Linked DNA regions of Anser cygnoides: region 2 is linked to region 1. The links are chromatin contacts, called in public Hi-C maps. All regions are on one chromosome and are shown on one strand. The core of a region is the stretch at or near the end of the contact, and the rest is flanking DNA. Distances in the headings are between cores, read along the strand shown. Region 1 holds the start of TXN2 (thioredoxin 2). Region 2 overlaps MYH9 (myosin heavy chain 9).

Evidence for each region. Hi-C and Micro-C count contacts between places; a contact is called where the count stands out from the background.
Region 2: a Hi-C map of liver shows a contact between it and region 1, with 1.8 times the contacts expected there. The contact joins the enhancer-like site here to the promoter of TXN2 in region 1. A contact is called at or near these places in 5 of 7 Hi-C or Micro-C datasets (fetal liver, granulosa cells and liver).

The regions. Positions count from the first base shown.
Region 1 is chr1:56,484,261-56,490,652 of Taihu_goose_T2T_genome, forward strand. It overlaps TXN2 (thioredoxin 2), which reads left to right and starts at 2,884. Exons shown (of 4, transcript XM_048048298.2): 1 at 2,884-3,006; 2 at 3,102-3,262; 3 at 4,336-4,459. The coding sequence starts at 3,102. It overlaps FOXRED2 (FAD dependent oxidoreductase domain containing 2), which reads left to right. Exons shown (of 9, transcript XM_066996741.1): 7 at 553-794; 8 at 1,152-1,322; 9 at 1,584-2,717. The coding sequence ends at 1,834.
Region 2 is chr1:56,539,109-56,545,831 of Taihu_goose_T2T_genome, forward strand. It overlaps MYH9 (myosin heavy chain 9), which reads left to right. Exons shown (of 41, transcript XM_048048293.2): 4 at 6,527-6,554. Among named protein-coding and RNA genes, the nearest start is that of MYH9, 28 kb to the left of the region's middle. Within about 2 kb of position 1,738, at least 2 of the 3 cell types and tissues checked have open chromatin away from gene starts, as enhancers often do. A contact at or near this core is called in fetal liver and liver, where this site is marked.

The sequences.
Region 1 (6,392 bases), core at 1,634-4,133:
CACATATCTGAAAAAGCCCTTTTTATTTTCTCTCACAGACACAGCCAGCTTCAACTCAAGGTGTGCTTTGGCCACACGAATTTTCTGCCTACAAACACGAACGGCATCCCTGTATTCTTTCCATGACACCTGGCCCTCCTTCCAGTAGCGAAACACTCTCTGTTTCCGCCTAATCTCCATTAGAATGTTCCTGGTCAGCCACGCCGGCCTCCTGCCCCGCCTGCCTGACTTGCCTTCTCTTAAAGGGCTGAAATGGCCCAGGCGTTCCTGCTGGGCTCGGAGGTGTACTACTCTTACTGTGCCCACAGGAAAGTTTTCCTTGAGCAGTGCTAATAGAGGGATCCCAGAGTCTGGGAACGTAAGGGAGTCTTGTAACAGTAAGTGCAGCCTTCCTAAGCTCTGCATCGAGCCCAGCCCAGATCTGTAGTTACCAAAATAATTGGTAGCTGATGATGGCTCTTTGGCCTTAGCCTCGATCGGCTGCGGGGGTGTTGGATCCCACTTGGCTTTTCTCTGGCAGAAAAATCTGATGATTGTGGTTGCAATTCTTAGGAATGCCACAGCCTTTGAGTACCTGGAAGAGTACCCGGTCGGAATCCTGGCTGAGCTGGAAACACAGGCGGGGAGGAATGCTCCCGAGGGGCTGTTTGTCGTCGTCATGGAGTACGGGAGGAATTTCTCGGGGGCTGACAAGGATGTCTTCTACTACAACCGAGCTGTGGGAGAGGCGCAGCACGCCTGGCAGTCCAACTTCTTGCACCCTGTGATTTACTACTACAAACGCCTCCCAACAGGTAAAGCTCTGTTCCGCTGCGAAGCCTCTGTCCAGCCAGTGTGTGTACTGAATCCTCACCTCGGAAAGATCAACTCGGGGGGCAGCCTGACCTGCAAGGAAAGCAGCTTGGTGGGTGGCAGCACTAAAGCCTGAGCACAGTTCAGCCTGATGGGCAGTCCCTTCCAGAGGGAAACGATGGGAGATGCTGCGGTGGCAGGGCTCCTCAGGACAGAGCTAGCAGAGGGGATTGCAAATGTGAGAGTAAGGTAGGGATTAGGTCAGGGCAAAAACTGCTACAGCTGTTGCGGCTGCTTTCTGCTTCCCCTTTCTAATTCCATTTTGATTCTGAGAGTTTCCCTTAATGGTCTCTTGGCAGAGCGTGAGATGAAACTTCGTCCCCCCGATTGGCCTCTCCCCCGCCCAGATGCCATCCATCACATCGTGGAGGATTTTCTGACAGACTGGACGGCCCCAAACGCTCACATCCTGCCGCTGAGGCGTTTCTTGGAGAACTGCCTCAGCACCGACCTGCGCAGTTTCTTCGCAGGTAATTTGAGCCTGGGGTTGAGGTGGCAGGAGGTGGAGGAGGGACGTGAGGGACACGGGACAGGAGCGAGCTCTTCTGCAAATAACTGAGATCTCCCTGCGATGCGCTGGCGCTCTCGCAGTCAGTCACACCTCTCCGATGTGCTCCCCGGACAGTAAAAAGTGCTGGTGCTGCGTGCGTGTTCCCAAAAGCCTTTGGGAATTGTTCTCTACAGGGTGTCTCCGGTGAGTCTCATTTACTTTTTTGTGCTCTCCCTGGCAGAATCCTGTTTCCTCTTCGCCCTCACCCGCCAGAAGCTGCCTCCCTTCTGCCAGCAGGGCTACGCGAGGATGCAAGGACTGGCGGGGAGCGAGAGGCTCCGGCGCCACGCGGTAGCAGCCGGCCTGCTGGAGGATTTTGCTGCCGCGGACTTCTCAGGTGACAAACTCCCCGACGGGGACCAGCTGCTGAAGGACCACGTCGTACCCGTCCGCCCGCTGCAGCATCTCGTTAACGCCAAGGACGAACTCTAACGTTTCTCCCGCCGCGCGGAAACCCACGGGTGCTGCTGTGCCAGTACTGTAACAGAGATCCCCGGCAGGGCTCTCCCCTCTCCCCCGCGCCTCTTCCATCCCCATCCCTTCTTCTGCCGTTCACGACTTGCCAAAGACCTGCTCAGATCTTGCTGTTACAGAAAGGACCGACGTGCTCCCAAGGACAAGGCAGGGCCTGAAATCCGGCGGTGCTGAGGCGCCCGCTTTGTCCTTGCAGTGCTCAGAGTTGCCTGAAGGTGGTGTTTATAGCCTAGGCCAGCATCTGCAGCGACATCCAGGGGTCCAAAAGGGGAGATTTGAGGGACGTTTGGGTGACTTACATTGTCACCTCCCTCTTGTGAGGTGACTTGCTCGTGTCCCGTGGCAGCCTGGTGCGGGCGCGCTGCTCCCTGGGTGCTGCGAGTGCTTCGGGATCTGTTTGTGTACCGAATCCAGAAGTGGTTCTCTGGGCAAACTGCACGGTATTTTTGCTGCCTTTGATTTAGGGCGGTGCCGGAGGTGGGCACAGAGGGGTGGTGGGTTTTTAGTTAAGTCCGGCGGGGATAATTTCTCATTTCCAGGAGAGCACTACAAGAGACCCTTCGCCCTACGCGGCTGAGCAGCCTGCCTCCAGTCCTAGGGCAGAGAGACTCACACTGACTGTGGGCCTGCTGTCCAAACATTTCTTCTCTGTACCAAACACCCTAAAAAGCCCCCCCACACACCCCGTTTTATAAAGCATGTCCGCCACCCCTCCTCTTTGCACTGCATCCCGACAAGAAAGTTCCAGGTGCACTTTGGTGACAAAACGCTCGTCCTGTTTCTTTCTCTCCCCTCCGCTCACCCCAAAACCCCTCTCCCAAGGGCTGGCTGGGTGGTGGGCTGCGCTTTCCTGCCCCTTTGTTATCCCCACGCGTTCGTGTGCGTCCCCCGGGGGGGCTCCACGCGGGGCCGGTCCCCTAAATCCCAATGAATCGCGGGGGTGCGCGACAAAGCTCCCCCAGGGGGCACGAAAAAGGTCCCCGCGGAGCAGCCTGCTCCGCCCCAAGCCGGCGGCTGGGTGCGAGTGACAGCAGCGGCAGCCACTGAGCTCCCGCAAACGGGGCGGGGGGGGGCGGCTCCATCCGCAGAGACGGCCGGAAGCGGGTTTGGGCACCTGCGGGCAGGGCGAGGTGCGGGGCCGCGGCCGCGATAGGGAGCGGGGTCGCGATCGGGACGGGGATCGCGACCGCCCCCCCGCCCTGACGCCCCCCTCTTCTCCCCGCAGATGGCGCAGAGGTTGGCGCTCCGTCGGCTGCTGGCCGGCCCCGGCAGGGCCTTGGGCACCTCCGCGGCCCGCCCGAGCGCCTTCAACGTGCAGGACGGCGGCGACTTCCAGGAGCGGGTGGTCAACAGCGCCAAGCCCGTCGTGGTGGACTTCCACGCGCAGTAAGTGCCCGGCAGCGCCGAGCCCCGGGGCACGGCGAGGCTCCGGTAACGCCCTTCATCGCTTCTCGGGGCTAAGTGTCCCCCCAAAAAACACAGAGCGACGTTAACGCGCGTTTTGTACCTCCCCGCAGGCTCACGCTGTGTCTCTGCAGCTCTAGCACCGTGCGCTCTTGGGCCAGAGCTCTTGACAGCCTCACGGTAGCAGAAGCAATGTTTGTGATCGATAAAACTGTTGTTGTGCTCTTGCCAGTTAAAATATTCCTGGATGTTATCCGCTGGATTAACGATGCCGATTATACTGCTTTTTCAAGTGTTTTCACGGTCCTGTAGTGCTGCCATAGGAGTTGTGGCTGATTCTGGGCAAACAGGCTACAGAGCAGCCCCAAAACAGCTGCACTAAACAGACCAAACTGACGAACCACAACCAACATTAACTGGGGTCATCCAGGGAGAAAAAGACAAATAATGGAAAGCCTGAAACCCAACATGGAAGGAGGCACAAAACTTACGTTTTGCATGAGCTTATGTTTTACATGAAAAGGGCACTCAGAGCTTTAACTTGTGTTTTCCTTGGCCTGAGGGAGTTCACAGCTCCCTAACCAGCGTGTTTAGGTGCAGCACTGTTTTCCCTGTGTGGGGCCTTGCAAAATCTGCCGTGGCTGCCATGTTCTTGCGTTAAACGCCTGCTATGTCTGCAATTTTTGCAGCTAACTCTGCAGTAAGTACACAGGCAAGCCTGTGATAATTGGCACGAGCCAATAGGTGTGCAGGTGGCTGCCCCCATGCCTGACAGCAACGCTTGCACCACGGCGGCGTTGTGGCCATCTGGGTTACAGCTCAACACGTGAGCAGGGCAGGGACGAACGGCTGAGCAGCAGAAGGAGGACAGCCCGGGCTGGGGGAGCTGGTTAATGTTTATGCTCGGCGTTCAATGCCAGCAGCGTCCCGTAGCATAGAGGTTGGGCTGAAGACAAGAGAGGTAAAACGGTGGTAAAGGCACTGGCGTTCCAGCCTTCCGTGCCTGCTGCTGCTGCACTTGCCTCCCCTCGTGCCTGCTCTCTTTCTCTCCTTAGGTGGTGCGGTCCCTGCAAGATCCTAGGCCCCAGGTTAGAGAAGATGGTGGCCAAGCAGGAGGGGAAGGTGGTGATGGCCAAAGTGGACATCGATGATCACACAGACCTTGCCATTGAGTACGAGGTAGGAGCTGGAAGAGCACAGGCTCGCCGGTGGTGGTAGTCCGGAGCAGGTCCCTCTCCAGGGAGAGGTGTCTGCGCAGGGAGGGGAAGCCCAGGGCTGCTGCCTGCCTGTGCCTGGTCCACTGGGTCACTGCAGTGGCTGGATTTCACTGCATGCCCCTCCTCCAGCTCTGCTGCTCATATTCGGTGTCCCCACCTCTAAATCTGCAGAAATGTGTCCTTTAGGCCGTGCAGAAATCTGTCAGTGTAAACACAGCGTATCACAGAACGGCCGAGGTTGGAAGGGACCTCTGAAGATCACCCAGTCCAACCCCTGGACCAAGCAGGATCACCTGGAGCACGTTGCAGGATGGCATCCAGGCGGGTTTTGAATATCTCCAGAGGAGGAGACTCCACAACCTCTCTGGGCAACCTGTCCCAGTGGTCTGTCACCCTCACAGTAAAGAAGTGCCCCCTCGTATTGAGCCAGAACCTCCTGTGCTTCAGTTTGTGCCTGTTGCCTCTCATCTCCTCGCTGGGCACGACTGAAAAGAGACCGGCTCCATCCTCTTGACACGCTCCCCTCAGATATTTACACACCTTGATGAGATGTCCCCTCAGCCTTCTCTCCTCCAGGCTAAACAGGCCCAGCTCTCTCAGCCTGTCCTCGTCCAACAGGTGCTCCAGTCCTCTAATCATCTTCGTAGCCCTCTGTGCTCACTCCAGTAGTTCTGTGCAGCATTTACTGCGTGCGCAGGCTGCTCGGGTGTAGGGCAGGGACATGAAGTAACAAGCCCCAGGCTGTTGCACTCCTTGACACGGTTCTCCGGGCAGCCAGCCCGTCCCCTCCCTTGCTGAGGATTTCTTGCGGGGTGACAGTGTCCTGTCCTTAAGCTGCATCACAAGGGGACGGCGTGGGCTTTGTTTGGACAAGTGGAAGGCAGGTCAGAGAGTGCCTGTGCGCAGCAGGAGCACGCATCCCACTCTTGGCAAGCGTGGGCCTTGGTGCTTATGTCAGTATTTCACACGCTTGCCCTGCGTTTGTCCCTGCAGTCTCGCTCCCAGGAACGAGCAGAGTGACTGGAGAAGGCCGTGCTTGGCTTACGTGATTCCCCCTGCTCCTACCCCGTCAGCGATCAGGCGGTTTAAGAAATGCAAAAATTCCTTTGACAACTGCGCTGGCCCCTGTTATTTCTCCTTGTAAACAACAGGTCAGTCTGTGGAGTCAGGGCATCCCGCTGCTGTGCTTTACAGGGAAGAAAGTGCTCAATTTTCACTTGCGTAGCACACAGATGGAGCTGCTCCCTCTCCCAGGTGAAGTCCTGCTCCCCGGGCTGACGCTAGCACAAGAAGCTTCTCAAGATGCCCAGCAAACCGAACCAGCTCCTGAGCAAAGCTGTCATTTTGTTAAGCCTGGAGGAGATGGCTCTGTCCTGTTCCCAAACCCTGCCGTGCTGGAAGGGGGAAGAGGCCGAACCAGCTCATTCCCTCCCACTCCTTCCCAGGGAGAACTTTCTGCCTGTGCTGTGGTGGAGCGTGCACCCGGCTGCTGCCTGCAAATGTCACTTGCAACTTCCCCAGGCTGAGCACGAGAGCCTCCCGTGCTTTTTTTAGGTGGTGGCGTGCTCTCAGGCATGCCGGGGCTGAGGGGGACGAGTGCTGGCTCACTAGCAGGGCTGTGTGTTACAAGCCTGAGGGCTGTGCAGCTCGAGGGTGCTGGTGAGAACAAGTGGAAGAGACTGAGGTTCTTTCAGTGGTGGTCAGGAGATAAATCCGGATAGGTGCGGACAAGGTTCTGGTAGCAACTGTCCTAAGGAGGAGAGAGTAGAGCTTGTTGGCTTAACTCCCGTGTTGCCCCAAGCCTTCCAGCAGGTTCAATTAGCTCACTTTACAAGAAGATGATCTCAAATGACTGGAAAACGGCAAGAGAGCGCGTGTATGGGAAGAAAGGTCTT
Region 2 (6,723 bases), core at 488-2,987, 54 kb after region 1:
ATGCACTCTATCTCACTTCTCATCCAGTTTTTCCACATGTCAGTATAGAGCTCCTAATGGTTCACTGAATAAAACTCTTAAAATCATTGTGCAGTGATTAAATCCTCCTTGACTGTGATGGATTAGTTTGCAAAGGAGCCTATGTGGCCAGCAACTTGCTGGTATTCACTTAGAATTTAGGCAGTCTATGGGTTTGGTGTTTAAAAGAAAAAAATCTGAAGTATAGCACCTTCATGATCTTTACTGGCCTTGTTATATTCAGGGAGGAAACAGTGCTAGCTATTTTAAGACGAATGGCTTGCTTTTGAAGGTCTTCAGATGCACCTCAGACCCAGTTGTCACTTTCACAAGAAACCATCCTTTAGATCTGCTCCTACAGAACATGACCTTGAAGTATTTGTAATTCTCAGCCATTTACATGTTTCTTAAGTTTCCAAGCTAGTAGAGACTTCTGTTCTAACTTCTGGGTCTCAGTTCTGCTTTCTCAGGTTGCTTCTTAGCACTTGTCTGCTATACTGCACTGTGTTTTACACTGCCCAAAATGTGTCTTTATTTTCTCTGCAATATTCTGTGCATGCCTACCAATTGAGGGATACCCGATTGAGAGAGCTGTTCAGATTAGGTAGGGGCGTGGATGTGTCTCTTTCAAGTTGCACATAAGAGTCAAATTCTGTTTCCACTAAAACCTAAGGAAAATAGCATGTGGTTTTGCTATTTTTTTTCCAAGATCTGTCCAAATTTCTGATGCAAAGGGCAGTATTAAATTTGGATACTAAATGTGGAGGATGTTCATTTGATGGTGCTTGTGTGCAAATTGCAAGAAAACACATGTAGTTTCTGATTTTCTTGAGATGTTTTACATGCTTTGAATCATTTGAGATTTCTAAATGCAACTCTAAAAAAATCTGTCTTGAAATGTGGTTTTCAATAGAACAAGGAGCTAAAAGAGTCCATTGCCCGCTTGTTTTTTAGTAGTTACCACACCCTTTTTGCTTCATTCCTGTAAACCAGAGCAGGAGCCTTCTGGCAGTCACTTATGTAATAGTTCAGCCCTTTCTGTCGGTTTCCCTGCTGTACGCTGTTTTAGTATCGTGAGCAGCCTGAGCTTTTGCAGGCCGTATACCAGTTTTTCTTTCCTGTCAGAACTTCATAAACATTTGTGTAACCGAAAATTACAGCCTAACTTGTTTTCCTGTTTTGCTATCTCCAGATTCAGTTGTGGAATGCTACAGAAAGGGGTATGGGCTTTAGTCCAGAAATGGCTTGGGGAAATAAATATTTGCATTTGACCCAGTAGGATGTATTTCATTTTTTGAAATGAAACTCTTTTTTTCCTTGTGCTTGTCCTCAAACTTCACATACAGCAAAGCTGAATCTTGGCACTGCAGTGGTCCTGCCAAATCAAATGACTTTTTCCTTTTTCATATCTAGAAGTTCAACTCTGTGAGAGCTGTCTTGCATATGCTATGCTTATCCTTCATTTGATTTTTTTCCCCTTGTACTTAATGATAGGTTATTAGCATTTTGAAACTCTTGTCTAATGCATTCCTTAAATGACAGTGCAAAAGCAAGCTCTCGGGCTCTGTTCTGGTGTTTCCCAGGAGCGTTTTTGACACTCAAACCAGTGTCAGGAACTCAAACCAGCATGTAGGTTAAAGCACCGCTGTGAATATATTTGATTTTATGCCGGTGGGGTTGTTCCGGGTAGCGCAGCGGTGTCAGGTGCCTGCGGCTCCTCATGCCCCAGAGCCCTGAGGGAAGGACGCTGGCTGTTAGACGGCCCTGAGGTCAGAATGAGCAGCTTGAAGAGAGCGAGAACTGAAGCTACAGCATGGCTGGAGCACACATTTCGACTCCTCCTCGCTTCAGGTCAGCTCGGAGGCGGCCAGCAGGCAGATGCCTCAGCTGGGCCGCGGGCCCTCAGGGGCGCGCTGCAGTAACGGAAACCCAGAGGGCCAGGCCCCTCCGCTGCGCCAGAGCGCGGCGGTTAGGCGGTGGGTGGTACCACCTCGCTATGGTTAAGCTCTCAGCCTTAATGAGTCAGCTATAGGCAGGGGATCGCAAGCCAAGCCTTTGCCTTTCAGCTAGGCTTCCTCTTCGCCGGGGAGATGATGTCAGCGCAGCGTGCGCGCTATATTACTTCTCCTTTTATGGCCATGAGCAGGCCTGGAACCAGTCGCTCGGGCGGAGGAAGTGGCTGATAAAGGCCTCTTAGGCTACACATCTCGGTTACAGAACATCCCACATTGCACAGTTCCAGCCTGGCAACCTTTTCCTTCTCCCATCCCAAGACATCCAAAAAAAAATTCAGGAGTCTGGGGCTCTGTTCGTTTATCGTTTATGCCAATATATTCCACCACAGCAGTTCAGAATTCCCTCCGATACATTATTTTGCACTGGAGTCTTTGGCTGAGGACTTCCAATACATGAGATGTCTGTCTTGTCAAAACAAATTTTGGCTTTTAATTAATTTAAGTTTTGGCTTTTAATTTTAATTTTTAATGTGTGCCAAGAAGTCCTGGAAGCAGTCTAAAATGAGGTCTTTTATTTTAGGGCTGAAGGAAGTCGATAATAAGTTAGATATCATATTTTTAAAAATACAGTAAAATTAATCTAGTGAACTTATTGTACCATACTGCTGTATAGCTTAAATTTGAAGGACGTCAGACTTCCTGAATTTTTGGGTGCTTGAGGCTGCTGCTTCTTATGATCACTTGAATACTGTGGTGATGGGAACTAAAGAGGAGCCCTAGATAAAAAGCTTTCCTTGCCAGCTGGTCTGAAATACAGAGCTGTTGCTATAATTAACTAATGAGTTGTTATTCTGGATTGTTCTTAATAAGTGACTCTGTTTAGGATGGAAAAGCAGATGCAGATTTCTTTTAATCAGGCGTTCCTTGATTGTGTTCTTGCAAGCAGCTGAGTTTATGGTGCCCAGCACAGTCTCTTCTGCTGAGTAGGTTGCTTGCACAACCGACAATGGAGTAAAGGCAAGTGCTGACTGAAGCTGTGCAGTACGCCCATGTTGAATGATCCCCTAAGAAAAAAAAAGAAAAGGTGGGGGGGGAGTTGGAGGTGGCCTCTTGTCTGGGCAATAGCATTCTGATTCATGACGGCACAAGTCGGTATTGTATGGAGAATAAATATTGGCATTTACGGCGGGTCTTAATTGGAAGCGTGTCTAAAAGTTATGCTTTTGTGTTTGTTAGCTCTTTGGCCCTTTGGTAGGCTCCAATTTCCTGTTGCTCAACACATTATTCAGTTGTCTGTCTGTACACAATTAGAAGAATTCCAGCTATCCCAATGACTGCTGCTTTGCCGTCCTGGGAAAGAATTTCCCCCGGATTGCAACCAGGAATGTTGCCTTTTATGGCAGCGTCTGCGCGCTGCCGGTGGCTTGCCTGCACTCGCAGGTACCTTCTGGCTGCCCTACAGCGGAGGTGACTAACGCAGCTGCAGCAGGCCACCGGGCGAGTGCTCTGGGGGAGGAAAGCCCAATGTGAGAGGGCTTTTGAACGCCGTCTGTGGCTCTTCCTGCCTTGCAACACCTCGCTGTGTGTTGGGGTGTGGAAAGATCCTGTGCTCATCCCTTTGTGACTTCCTTGGGTAGCTCCACAGAGCTGGTGCCTCTTATTCCCTTTGCAGTGAGGCTCTACAAGAGCTTCTCAGCCAACTACAGCAGAACCTGTTGTGATCCAGAGTGCTCGGTGCCAAAGAGCTTCTGAGGGTTATCTGATGTTGGTCATCTCTCTTTCTGTTCAGCACTTGGTTTGCCTGCCTGCTTATCAGTGTATTTTGCTGGAATGAGGATCCTATCTTGGAGGAGAGGGAAGGGGGAAGCATGTGGTATGTAGGTACCTAGGGCTCCACTGCCTGCATGAGGAGCTCCAGCTCATCATTCCAACACCGAAGCTGGCTACCAGGAGTGAGGAGTGCCATCCTTAGGGGCATCTTCTTTTTTTCTTTTTTTCTCTCTCTAATAGGCTTCTTAGAAGAGCATCTGTAGTATCCGAATGCAAAGACAAGCTTTTCTAGGACAAATGGACTGCCTGCTTATAGTCAAGCTTTTGAAAGTCAAATGTTATTCAGAAGCATAATCTTTTCTTTTTACCATAACTGCTTTGTGGTAGAGAATTGCACCCAGGTGTCGCACTACTGCAGAATACATTTCCTTAGGCAATCCATAAATGAGTCACTAGTTATTCCCCGATCCACCCTCAAAGTGCCCAGTCACACAGAGGGCTGGCGTGTGCCTGCTGAGCCATTGACCCGCTGGGAACCTTGAATGGGTGAGGCCTTTGGGGCTGGCTCACATCTGCTCTTCACCTGCCCTTCAGCAAAAGGGGTACGTATCTTAAAGGCAATGAATAAAATTCAGCACTTGAAAAAAAATGAACGTACAGTGCTAACAAAGCCGCATAGTCTGGTTTTGGATGCTTAGTTGTTTGCTGGGCCCAAACTATTTGAGTGACAATTTTCTTCTGCTTGCTTACTTCCAGTCTTAGGGCTGATCAGCTCTTTCTGAGAGAGGTATTATCTGTGGTAAAGCAGATTATTTTCCTCTAAACTTTTGTGCTCATCTGCATATAATGAGTTTCCAGTAAAGGAAGTTCAGAGCAGGAATTACTTATTTGTAGTGTATGAATCTAATGTCTCCATTAGCAGCTGCAGAATAATTTAAGAAAAGACCGAATCTCAAATTTGGTAGTTTCTCCCGCCTTCTGTATTCCATGAAAATGTGTCCCAAAGCTGGATTGCTTCTCTCTATTAAACTGAGTTTATAGATTTTTCTTGTTGAATATGGCATTCATGCTAAATTCACTTGCGGTGGCAGCGTTAAAGGCTATGGAAAGTAGTCATGTAGAGCCCAAGTACTTGAAACTATAAAGCCTTCCCTAATTAGAGTTCAGTCTCTTTATCTTGCACAAAAAGTCTTGAGCTTGGTGACTCAATTATATCATCCAAGTGTGTGTCTGGTGAGGAGAATACTGAGTGCACTTCCTTTCTCTAAGCTACTGGAGAAAGGAAGAGAAAGGACCAGTAGCTAAAATATGGAAACAGTCACATTCATAAACATACTGATGAAAGCTACCAGTTGCGGCAATAATTTATTGGAGGAATTCAGCGATACTTTCTCCTTGTGGATGTTTGAGGCTTGCTGTCTTTTAAGAGATTAGACTCGAGTCTGACACAAAATTGGAGCTCAGTGTGTAAAAAGAACAATAAGGAGATGAAATGAAACTGCTGTGATACTCAGGCTCTCAGTCTGGATGATCTAATAGTTCTCTCCTCTTAAGCAAAATAAATAAATTTGATGGCTTAGTTTGTTCTGTGAGTGTCTCAATAGCTCTGGTGTGATGCAGGACTATGTGCATGACTTGCAGTTCCTAAGCGTTCAGTGTCTGGACAGGTCTCACCTCCCCTGTGATTCCTACAAGAAGCTATTAAAGCTGTGCTAGGCACAGGCACTCTCGCATCTGCCCGGTGCTCCTAGCTGGTTCCTGGTGGCATCGAGGAGAATGTGATGCAGACTGGGGGCAGTCAGAGGGGGAGGCAGGATGGAAGGGTGGATGCAAAGTGAAATCAAGGCAGAAGTAGGGGAGCGTTTTTACAAAGTGCTGGGGGAGCAGTAGGATGAAGGCATGGTGGAAAGACTAGTCGGGGCTGCTTATGAGAAAGTAGAATCATAGGTGAAAGCTGAAAGGAGGTTACAGATGTTGGAGAAGATAGTGGTGGATAAGCTGGTTGAAGGAAGTTCTGTGACTGGAAAGATTTCATCATCCACAGCTGGGAAATGAACCCAGGAATTAGCATGTCTACTGTTTAGCATTCAATACCACATCCCCATTCCTGTTTTTTGTGGCATGTCAATATGAAAAAGAAAAAGTTTCTACTATTATCAGCTGCTCAGTTAATACTATAGGGGATGGTGCCACAAATGTATCAGCTGTACAGCACTTAGGCTGCTGTTCAGTGTTCTAGCTTTCAAGCCCATCCTGTATAAAACAAGTAACAACAATTTCTCACTGAGCTTCCAGTGTTTCTTCTGGGCTGAAAGCCTCTGTTTGATGTGAGCTTTTGGTACTCTGGAATTTTTAATGGTTCATGTCCTGCTTCCACCGGCCCTCTATCTCCCTTCTGTTATCTCTGCTCTGCTGATTGCTTTTGAACATCAGTATGGGTCCAGAATAATTGAAGGGGAGAGGGGGGTGAATAACTGGGAGATGTACATCCAGGTATATATCTGTGGTAAAGAAACATTCACCGGGAGAGTTATTGCATGTTTGTAGAAAAACTGATGCAACCTATGTTCTTTTTTGATGAAGAAAACCTAACGGCACCATTGCAGTTTAACTTTGGCAGATGTGGGAGGATGGTTGCCCAAAAAGGGTTTACCTGGCCGTATTTCTGTCAGTGCTTGTTGAGTTTACTAGTTCCTGTTTATGTCTTAGATGTTGATATGCATCTGTCATAGAAATTTGCTGTTCAAGTCTTAGTCTGACTACTGTTTTAAATTTTATTCTAGACCGAGAGGATCAGTCCATCCTTTGCACGTGAGTATATACAGTTGCAAGCTTGTGTGGATGTAAAGGTTTGTGTTAAAAATCTTGGTTGGAGGACTCTCTTGATAATAAGTGCCTGGGGTGGGCTCAGTAAATCAGGTAATAACGAAGAGTTAAGGCAGGCCCCGCTACAGGTCCTCCAATATGTATTTAATCCTTT